Linked DNA regions of Mus musculus: regions 1 and 2 are each linked to region 3. The links are chromatin contacts, called in public promoter capture Hi-C maps. All regions are on one chromosome and are shown on one strand. Each heading gives the region's core, a stretch centred on a gene start, on an enhancer-like site or on the middle of the called end of the contact. The rest is flanking DNA. Distances are from core to core; before and after follow the strand shown.

Region 1 (3,097 bases), core at 276-2,775, 730 kb before region 3:
ATAGGGTGTTAGACCCTTGGGCCTCCCAGGGTCAGCAGCCTTGGCATTGTGCCCCACCTGGCACCAGGTTCTGGCAGGCCTCAATTACTCCCCTGGGAAGGGAAGAGTATCTCTCTAATGGCACAATACTCTGAGTCTCCTTCAAGCCCCAAGTCACTGCCCAGGCCCTGGCAGCCTTGGAGGCTTGCAAGACTCCGTCCTACCAGTCTTGCCCTCAATAATCTGCTGTCCACAACAAAAAGAGAGTACGGGCTCCAAATCTCAGGGCACGAGAGTGGACAGGTGGTCTCAGCTCATGACAAACAGTCCAAAGCAGAAATAGGGCCCAGAGAGGAGAGACAACTTGTCCAAGGTCACATAGGAAACCTGTGGCCTAGGAATTTATGCTAATTTGGAGTGGGAGTTAGTCCAGTTAGATGGCTTGTAGGCCCAGCACTTAAGGATTGGGGGGAGAAAGACAGGCAGGAAGAAGCTGAGAGACCAAGGTGTTCCAGAAGCTGGTGAGCCTCCTTCCAGCTCAGCTACCTAAAGGGCTCTGGCCTTAGATGACCTTGCTCCCAAGCAGAGGGGTTAGAAACAGACTAAGGGAGTATGCAAGAATGTGAAGATCAGGAGGGGAACTCACCCTAGATCATAAATAGCAAGGAATTCATTTCCAGACTACAGCTTCACAGACAGTGCAGGGGCTGCTAGCAACAGAGCAATCTCCTCCCCAGAGCCAAGAATTATCAATCATGCATATCCCATCAGGCTTCTGAGGCAACCAAGCCCAGGACCCCGGGAAGAGTTCCAGCCTCTGGGTGAGCAGTGAGGCCCTGTGTATGAGCCTCGCCACCCCTCCACCCCTACCCCCTTGCCCAGGCTCAGAATCTGCAATTTTTCTGGGCATGTCTAGGAATCCTTTGCAGCCGAAGGCAACCACATTACCCAAGCTTTCAGTCCACACTAGTAGACGAGATCTATCACTGCCCTCATTATTCTGACTCTCTGCCGTAATAGGATTCATCTGGTGGACTGTTTGATGCTCAAGCTTGCTTTGGTTGCTGACGTCAGCGGAGATGGATAGATCCCCCTTTTTATTTCTCTACTCCAGTCTCCAGCACTTAGAAGCAAGTGAAATCTGACCTCATCATTGCAGCCAACTGGTCTACCCTGCCAGCTTCCACCTTGTCGCCATATGGTGAACCTTGGCAAACAGGTATTGAGATAAGGGTCTCTTCCTCTTACCCGATGAGGACTTCCTGTCCATGGCCAGCAAGGTCGGCCTCCACCTTCCCCCAGACATTCAGCACCAGCTGCCACTCCCCATCACTGAGCCCCATGGTGGCTTCTAAAGAGGACAAAAGGAGAGAGTGTGGGCTGGCTGTCAGCTGAGATTTGAGGCCACCTGGTCCTGAAGGGCTTTTATACCTTCCCAGATGCTAGTCTGGCCAGGATCACTGGGTGCCACATGCCCTTCCTGCTACCGTGCTCAACCCTCCAGGGGTCTAATCTCTGCCTTTCTCTGGCCCTCACATGGGCAGCTATTTTGGGGCAAGTGCCATTGTGGGAGCTAGGACAGCTTGGGGCAGTAGGGGGTGGGGAGGGGGAAGCAGCCAGGTCACTGTCTGGACTTGCACAAGCCCACAGAAAGGGCACCGAAGCCACTGCCAGCAGCTGAAACCCAATTCTCCCCCTGTCTGCTGCCCCACAGGGACTTGTCATGTTTCTAAGCTTGGGCACAGGCATCTTGCTGACCCCTAGAAGTCTCCTCCTCTCACTTTCTGACTGCTTTTGTTTATTTAATACGTGTGTGTGTGCATGTACATGTACGAGAGAGAGAGAGAGAGAGAGAGAGAGAGAGAGAGAGAGAGAGAGAGAGAAAGAGAGTGCGCTACAGCATGTTTGTAAAGGTCAGAAGACAACTTTCAGGCATTGATTCTTTCCTTTCAAAAAGACCCAGGAATCTTACTCAGATCCTCAGCCGTGGTGACAAGTCTTCATACCCACTAAGCCATCTTGCCACCCTCTTCTTACTTTGCTGATGCCCTAAGCCCAGCTGAAAGTGGTACAAAGGAGCCACAACAGGTCTGTGCTTGTGGCTGAACCAACCAAGACAAGTCTCTGACTTGAAGAATGCCCAGCTCTGAGCTTGCTCCTGGCTTTCTCTGCAAGGTTGTGCTCCCATGCTCCATGAAACCCTCAGCTCCTCCCATTCCTTGTGATCTCCTACCCCACCACTTCCCTTGGTGCAGCATGTGGCACTTCCAGCAGGGTGATGGCAGCCAATACTCCCGGACTCTGCCAGGCACAGACCCTCTTCTCTTTGCCATGTTCTTTTTTTTTTTTTTTTGGTTATTTTTTTGTTGTTTTGTTTTTGTTTCTGTTTTGTTTTGTTTGTTTTGTTTTGTTTTTTCGAGACAGGGTTTCTCTGTGTAGCCCTGGCTGTCCTGGAACTCACTTTGTAGACCAGGCTGGCCTCGAACTCAGAAATCCACCTGCCTCTGCCTCTGCCTCCCAAGTGCTGGGATTAAAGGCGTGCGCCACCACGCCCGGCGCCATGTTCTCGAAATTCCCTGAGAAGTCCTTAGGGTAAACACTGACATGGTCCCCAGGATGATAACACATAACACAGATGGCGTTTGACTCTAGTGAGTCTGGACTCATAGTTCATGCTCTTGAAAACCTCATTTGGGGGCTACAGAGATGGTTCAGTGGGTAAAGGCAGCGGCCTCCAAATCCAAAGGCCCGAGTTTCATCCTCAAGACCCACGTGGTGGAAGAAGAAAGCTGATTCCTGAAAGTTGTCATCCTCTGAATTCCATGAGTGTGTGTGTGTGTGTGTGTGTGTGTGTGTGTGTGCACGCGCGCGTGTGCATATAAAAATAAATTTTAAAATATTTTGTATCTTGTGAGGGATAATAGGGTCTGCTTCATTCATAGTATATCTTTTGAGCTCCACACAGGGCTCTGTACCTAATTTGAGCTGAAGAAATAATGTTGATAAAAGGTAGGTAGCTTTATAAGAAAGAGAATGGACTGAGTTTCCATCTATCTGTCCACTCTACCCATCCTTCACTTGTCCATTAGCCAGTCAGCCGGCGGTCAGCTGTTATCCA
Region 2 (3,111 bases), core at 172-2,671, 650 kb after region 3:
CGCCTCTAGAAAGCAGCATTTCATCTCCTGAGTTTATTTTTTCCTGACTCCTAAACTATACAGACTTCTTCAGGCTTTCTCACACATACCAAAGGGGACCCAAGGGGCCATCTTTCCAGGAATACCTAGCACAGGAGGAGCCCCTGAACCCTAGGAAATGGTGGTGGGACTGAATGGATTTATATCTGGATTTCGAACCCTGGGTTAAAACAAAATGATACCAGGTTCAAATCCAGATTCTACCACTTAACTGACCAAGTAACAATCCCCCAGTGCTTCATCTAAGTCAGGTATTTCATCCCGTCCATTTCCCTGGCTGATAGCTGCTGTAACAGACAGGTCGCAGCCACTTGCTGAGGTTATGAACTGAGGTGCCTTTCACAGACACTAGCCAGGGTCCCAGAAGAGCTCAGAAGGGCCTTGTTGATATTTGAAAGGGCTTCTGGGATGGAGAGAGTGGGAAGAGATTTGTAGACCTCTGTGCAGCCATACAAATGACTGCTTGTGGAGAGAACACCTTTTCGTACATCTACTGCATGTGGGAGCGCTGGTGCCTGGAAGTGGACCATGGATGGACAGGACCCCAGTCACCTAATAGGGGCAGCTTGTTAGCACCCGGCTATGGCACACAGGGCCCCCATGTATGAGCGCTATAAAAGACTTCAAGGTTGGCCGTACCCTCCCATTTTACAGATGGAAAGACAAGTCTACCTAGAGGGCCTGAGGGATCCAGGGGTTTTTTGATTCCCCATCCTTTTGTTGTGCAATCCTCCCAAGGGCCACTGGAACACCTACCTACTATATCCGGCTCCGGTTGTGTGCCCAGGTACCGTCCTTGGGCCCGAGAGTCCACCAGCTGGAACCTTTTAGACTGGAGATTCTCTAGGACCTGCTCATAGGTCTTGAGCAGGGAGAGATTCAGTGTGGCTTTGAAAACGGCTGGCTCTGGCCTCGAGGGCTCAGATGTCACCGGGTGGCCCTCCTTCAGCCAGTTCCGGAAGCCACCATTGAGCACTGACACTGTGCGGTGGCCAAACACACGAAACATCCACCAGACTCTGGGTGCATAGAAGCTGCCCAGGTCATCTCCATCGTATACCACCACATGTGTGTCGTTGCTTATGCCCAGGTTGCCCACATAGTCCCCAAAGTGGGCCTCACTGGGCAGCATCATCTCATAAGGCGAAGTCGTGTCCCGGCATTCCTCTATATCAAAGAAGGACGCGCCAGGCACGTGTCGCTCCTGGTACTCTTTGCGTGCCTGGCGGGTCCCGGGTGAGTACCAAGACGCGTCCAGCACCCGAAGGCTGGGCCCCAGGCGGCCAGACCGAATGGATTCCGCCAGCCACTTGGTGGATACCAGCGCCCGGTAGAGCACCTGATGTACCATAGTGTCAGTTCTGCGAGTCACCTGGCGCGGTTGGGAACCAGGAAAGAGACAGGCCTGAGAGGGCTGAGTGCGGTGGGCGGAGCCCAGGGGGCGGGGCTGTTGCTCCCACTACATTTTCCCAGCGTGCAATCGTAACTACACTCAGAGCCAGACTCACAGTGGGAGAGGTTGGCACATTCCCTAGGGAAAGCCTGCTCCACCCCTCCCACTTCCCCGGCGCCCTCCCTTTCTGGTGCCTAGGAGGGCAGGTGGGCGTGGCTAAGAGCTTCGGTGCATTACTATAGCAGCAAATTGGTGGGAGGGGCTGGCTCAGGACTCTGTCTTCAAGAATGGGAAAAACAAACACAAGTCAGAGATGGCCTTCCAGTCGCCTCTCCGGGCGCACTGATTACCCTTCTGCTTTCGTTTCTTGCAGCCAGAGTTCTCTGGCTTCTAGAATGTCCAATTCCGGTGAAAGGGCTCCAGGCACTCTGCCCTGCTTTCGCCAGGACCCAGCTAGCGGCTCCATCCTGGGCGGCTCGCTGCACTCAGTCGCAAAAGTAGCTGGGCTGGCACTCGCCCTTGCGCTCCGAAGAAGCTGGAGGGTTCAAACCAGGAGCCGGGAGGGTTCTCAAGTGGCCCGCACCATTGTACCGCCTCCCATGGGGGTGAGGAGAGAAACCTCTCTCGTAGACAGTCGGGATTCCGAACAGCTTCTGCGTCTTCGCACGGGAGTCTTGTTTGCCCCTCCTCGTATAATACTTCTCATACATAAAGGGGGCTATTTGAAGCTCGAGGTGACACTGGGGCAGCGCGCAACCCGGCTTCATGGCGCCTGCGTCCCCCGCAGTACGGGAAATGGAAGGTGCAACGTCTCGGAGTGGCCCAAACAGTGGGCTGTGCCCAAGTCTCCTCCCTTTGGCTGGCCGCAGGTTGGTGGCGGAAGGAGGGAACCTCTGAGGGCGTGGGGAGGGGGTGACATGGCGGAGCTGGGAAACGGGGAGCGCAAATCCCTGGTATCTGCTACCCAACGCGTCCTACTTGCTTTTCTGTGAGAGAGGGTGCTTCTCCGGGGGTGCATAGCGTGGTATCACGCGGGAGTGGAGGAGGGGATGCAGTCTATGAGAGAAGAGTTTCCAGGGCGCCTCTAATTTGCCTTAGGAAGACTGTCCGTGGCTGCTTGTGGCCGTCTGTGGGTTGGTGTGGGATAAGAGACAGGTGGGTAGCAGTGAGTGGATGGGGTTTGGAAAGACCTGATGCCTCCTGAGAAAGTTGGGGGGGGGGAGCAAGAGAATAAACAAAGCAATTCAGAGGAGCTGTGGTGAGGAGATCTAGCATGCCCCAAGAGGAGAAAGTAACAGAACGGAATAAAAATAAAACTAGCATTTATGAAGCCCGCCTTGCCGAGTGCCTTCACGACCCTGCCGGATTGAGCTGAACTCCCAACAGGAGAAACAGGTAGAGCCAGGAGGTGCCAAGGCACGTAGTGGAAAAGGGACTAATTTCTCACCTGAAGCCCAAAGTGGTGGGAGCTGCCTCGGTTTACCTGTCCATCCTTGAAGCCTTATGCTTAGTAGTAGTAGTAGTCGTCGTTGTCGTCTTGGGCTTCAGTTTTTACCACTTCATTGTAAATTTATATAAATCCCAATAAGCAAGATATCTGGAAATAGAGCATGGCTCCTGCAAACCAGCTGTACACCCCCTCTCTAGTCTATTCTGTTCCCCTGGAATGCTTTTCTCTT
Region 3 (3,191 bases), core at 624-3,123:
TCTCTGCCACAGACCAGACGCTATCCAGAGTGTTTCTCTTCCCTGGACTCTGCAGAAACCTGGTAGCATCTGGTTCTAACTGTCCACCCCAAATCTCCCACTCCAGCCAAGGTGAAGGTGCCCTGTCCCACTGGAATCAGCTGATGGTGCGCTTGTAGGAAATAATTGACTTTGTATACAGAAGGCAAGAAGAGGAGGGATGCTCTGGCAGCCCTCTGAGGGTAGGAACACATGGGAACTGAGGGTGAGAGCTGGTGGTGACTGTCTGGGACACGCAGGGCTCCTTAGGCATCCACCACACGGTGACCCCATCTCAATGTAGAGGGAAGACCACGAGGCTAGCTAGCATCCCCAGTCTTCATACCAGCACGTGAACTCTGGCTATTCTGAGCCATGTCCCTCCCCCGCCCCTTGACTAAGCCTGGGTCCCTTAAACTCTAGCAGGCTATCCTCCTGTCCGTGTGCAGCTTCCCATCCACAGCAATGCCTGTGCCCTTCAGGGTACAAGTTCACCACTGCCCAGGGCTCGCTTTCTCTCTCTCTTTCTCTCTCTCTCTCTCTCTCTCTCTCTCTCTCTCTCTCTCTCTCTCTCTCTCTTTCTCTCTCTCTCTCTCTCCTTGCTTCTGCAGGGTCCTGAATCTAACCAGGGCTTAGAATCCTGCCACTTCCTGCCTTTGTTTCAGTACTTGCTCTGGGCTGCCCATCTGCCATCGCTAACCATGGAACCTCACGTCATAGCCAATCCTTTATGTAGACAGTAGTGCAAAGGACATTCTCCTTTAATAGAACTTTGTCTGCCTTTCAGATTACCTCTTCAAGATCTGTCTAGAGGTCTGGCAAAATGGTACAGTAGGTAAGGGTGCTTGTGGCTAAGGCTGATGGGCAGAGTTCAATCCCAGACCCTCATAATGGAAAGACAGAGCTCACTCCTGCAAGTTGTCCTCTGCCTTACACACACACACACACACACACACACACACACACACATTTGAAAAATAAGTCTAGGCTGCTGTGGTGGCACATGTCTTTATGCCAGCACTCTGGAAGCAGAGGCAAGTGGATCTCTGTAAATTTAAAGCCAGCCTGGTCAACAGATCAAATTCCTGGCCAGCCAGGGCTACACAGTGACACTCTATTTCTAAAAAATAAAAACAAAACAAATAAAAGAAAAAGAAAAAAGAAAAATACAAAAAAAAAAACCTTAAAATAACTAACTTACTTTGTAGGCAGAAAGCTAAAAGTAGTTCTGTCCCACTGGGATGGTGTGTGTGAGGGCACAGTAAGAATTGTTTCTGGTGGTATTTTCCAGGCACACAAAGGCCTGGCAGAAACAGCAAGAGGCCTGCAAATGTCCCCCAGTTCACCAGATGAGATGAAGTGGCCTTTACACGTGTGTCTGTCCCTTTTCTGTCTTCACTGTCATTTTTTATACTGCCCAGCTCTGCATGCACACAAGGTACACTGAGAAAAGTTTGGTCCAGCAACCCATTATAGGGTTAACTACCACAGGGTTAATTTAACCAAGACTTGCCTGGCTCCCCTCACCTCTATGGAGCTCTGTCAAGGCACCTACCACCTGCAAGAGCAACAAAGGGGAGCATGTCTCAATATCTTCTCAGATGGTTCATTAATATTCTTTCCTTTCATAAGCAGATAAAATCTTCTCCATTTTGTTATTGTTGTCATACTTGTGACTACTCACTCCCCACCCCCAGGCAAAGACGTTCATAGGCAAGGAAAAGTCCCCAGTCTCCATTCTTTGGCCCCTCAGGAAAGCCTTGCACTGACCTGGTCCTGTGCTGCAGCTGGGTGCTGATGTGGGCATGGTAGACCTCTTGATGGGGGCTGTGACTCAGTTTACAGAAAGGCTGTTCTGGGAAGGACTGCCCTGCCCTGCCCAGGCCTGCCCTGCCCTGCCCTGCCCTGCCCTGCCCTGCCCTGCCCTGCTCCTGGCTGGCTGTGCAGCCCTGATAGGAGCCCTCTTCTTCCCAGCTGGAACCCGAGCAGAGTTGCGCAAAGCAACCCTCCAACCCCATCCCTTCTGATGGTTTCAGGGCATCCTCAGAGCAGGGAGGGAGGGAGGGAGGGAGGGAGGGAGGGAGGGAGGGAAGACACCTTGCTCCTTCTAAGGGGTCCTTGATGATCTCTCAGGGTCAAGTTGAATCCCCTTTAGTCAGCACTCCAGGCCTCAAGCCCACTGCAGTCTCCCCCCTCCCAACCAGCCCCTGCTTCTATCATACATACACCTTCAAGTCTATCCTGCCTCAGTGACCATGACACCTCCGTGTCTTTGCTGTGGCTGACCCTGTAGTGAGACTTTCCCACTCCACAATGGGACACTCCTGTTCTTTCTGCCCCTTCATCTTCCCACAGTGGCTGTGGCACCTGGCTCCCACTGTAGAGACTCTAACCCCACCCCACAGGTGGGCAGTGGCCTTGGGGGGGTCAACAGCACAGGTGATGTATCCATCGGTTGAAAACACAGGTTCCTGGTGGGCAGAGTGGAGACCCATGCTGGCCCATTTACTCTGAGACTGAAGCACTAAGTGGGACCTTAAAAGGCCACATTGGTGGCACAAACCTAGAATCTCAGCACTCAGGAAGAAGCTTAGATGAAAAGATGATAGGTTTAGAGCCAGACCTGGCTATATGGGGAGACTAGAATTTCTACGGAATTAGCCTGTGCGTTTCTGCACACTCAGAGTCTCTCTCTCTCACACCCAATGGTCTACTCAGTGATCTTAGGATTGCAGAGCTGGTATTGCTCTGGGGATGGTGTTTGGCAATGTGCCCCTCTTAGTCCCCACACCTTGTGTCCTTGCCTATCCAGACACCCAGGACAGCTCCTGCTTTCTGCCTTCATCCCTCACATACTGATAACAGGAGTCAGGGGAGATGTGAGCCTGTGATCCAGCTGACTAGTCTGCCCTTGGCAAATCACCCCACTACTGACTGGGCCCTCAGTTTCCTCGCCCCCCATAGGCCCTGAAACAGAGTGATGCCCAAAAGGACAATTGGATGAGAGCTTTTGGGCTGTCCACATCTTTAGGAGCCAGATTTAGTCCCTGTCAGACAACCAGGGAGGCAGAGCCAAGATTCAAACTAAGATAAACATTCTGACATGTGGCACTCATAATCCCCCTTTTTGCTTCTGGTAATTTTGGGATCATTTTTTTTCTATAATTTCCCTT

The links. Promoter capture Hi-C pulls out the DNA fragments that hold promoters and counts their contacts. Capture Hi-C pulls out chosen DNA fragments and counts their contacts.
Region 1: a promoter capture Hi-C map of the 3T3-L1 cell line shows a contact between it and region 3, with 4 times the contacts expected there. The contact joins the promoter of Mb here to the promoter of Apol8 in region 3. A contact is called at or near these places in 2 of 39 promoter capture datasets (both in the 3T3-L1 cell line).
Region 2: a contact with region 3 is called in a promoter capture Hi-C map of liver, with 2.7 times the contacts expected there. The contact joins the promoter of Tst here to the promoter of Apol8 in region 3. A contact is called at or near these places in 2 of 39 promoter capture datasets (the C10 cell line and embryonic stem cells) and 2 of 9 other capture datasets (embryonic stem cells and liver).

Annotation. Positions count from the first base shown.
Region 1 is chr15:77,021,262-77,024,358 of GRCm38.p6, forward strand. Mb (myoglobin) reads right to left here and starts at 1,526. Exons shown (of 3, transcript NM_001164047.1): 1 at 1,228-1,526. The coding sequence starts at 1,322.
Region 2 is chr15:78,404,444-78,407,554 of GRCm38.p6, forward strand. Tst (thiosulfate sulfurtransferase, mitochondrial) reads right to left here and starts at 1,422. Exons shown (of 2, transcript NM_009437.5): 1 at 796-1,422. The coding sequence starts at 1,390. It overlaps Mpst (mercaptopyruvate sulfurtransferase), which reads left to right and starts at 2,269. Exons shown (of 3, transcript NM_001162493.1): 1 at 2,269-2,301.
Region 3 is chr15:77,753,400-77,756,590 of GRCm38.p6, forward strand. It overlaps Apol8 (apolipoprotein L 8), which reads right to left and starts at 1,874. Exons shown (of 4, transcript NM_001081970.2): 1 at 1,789-1,874.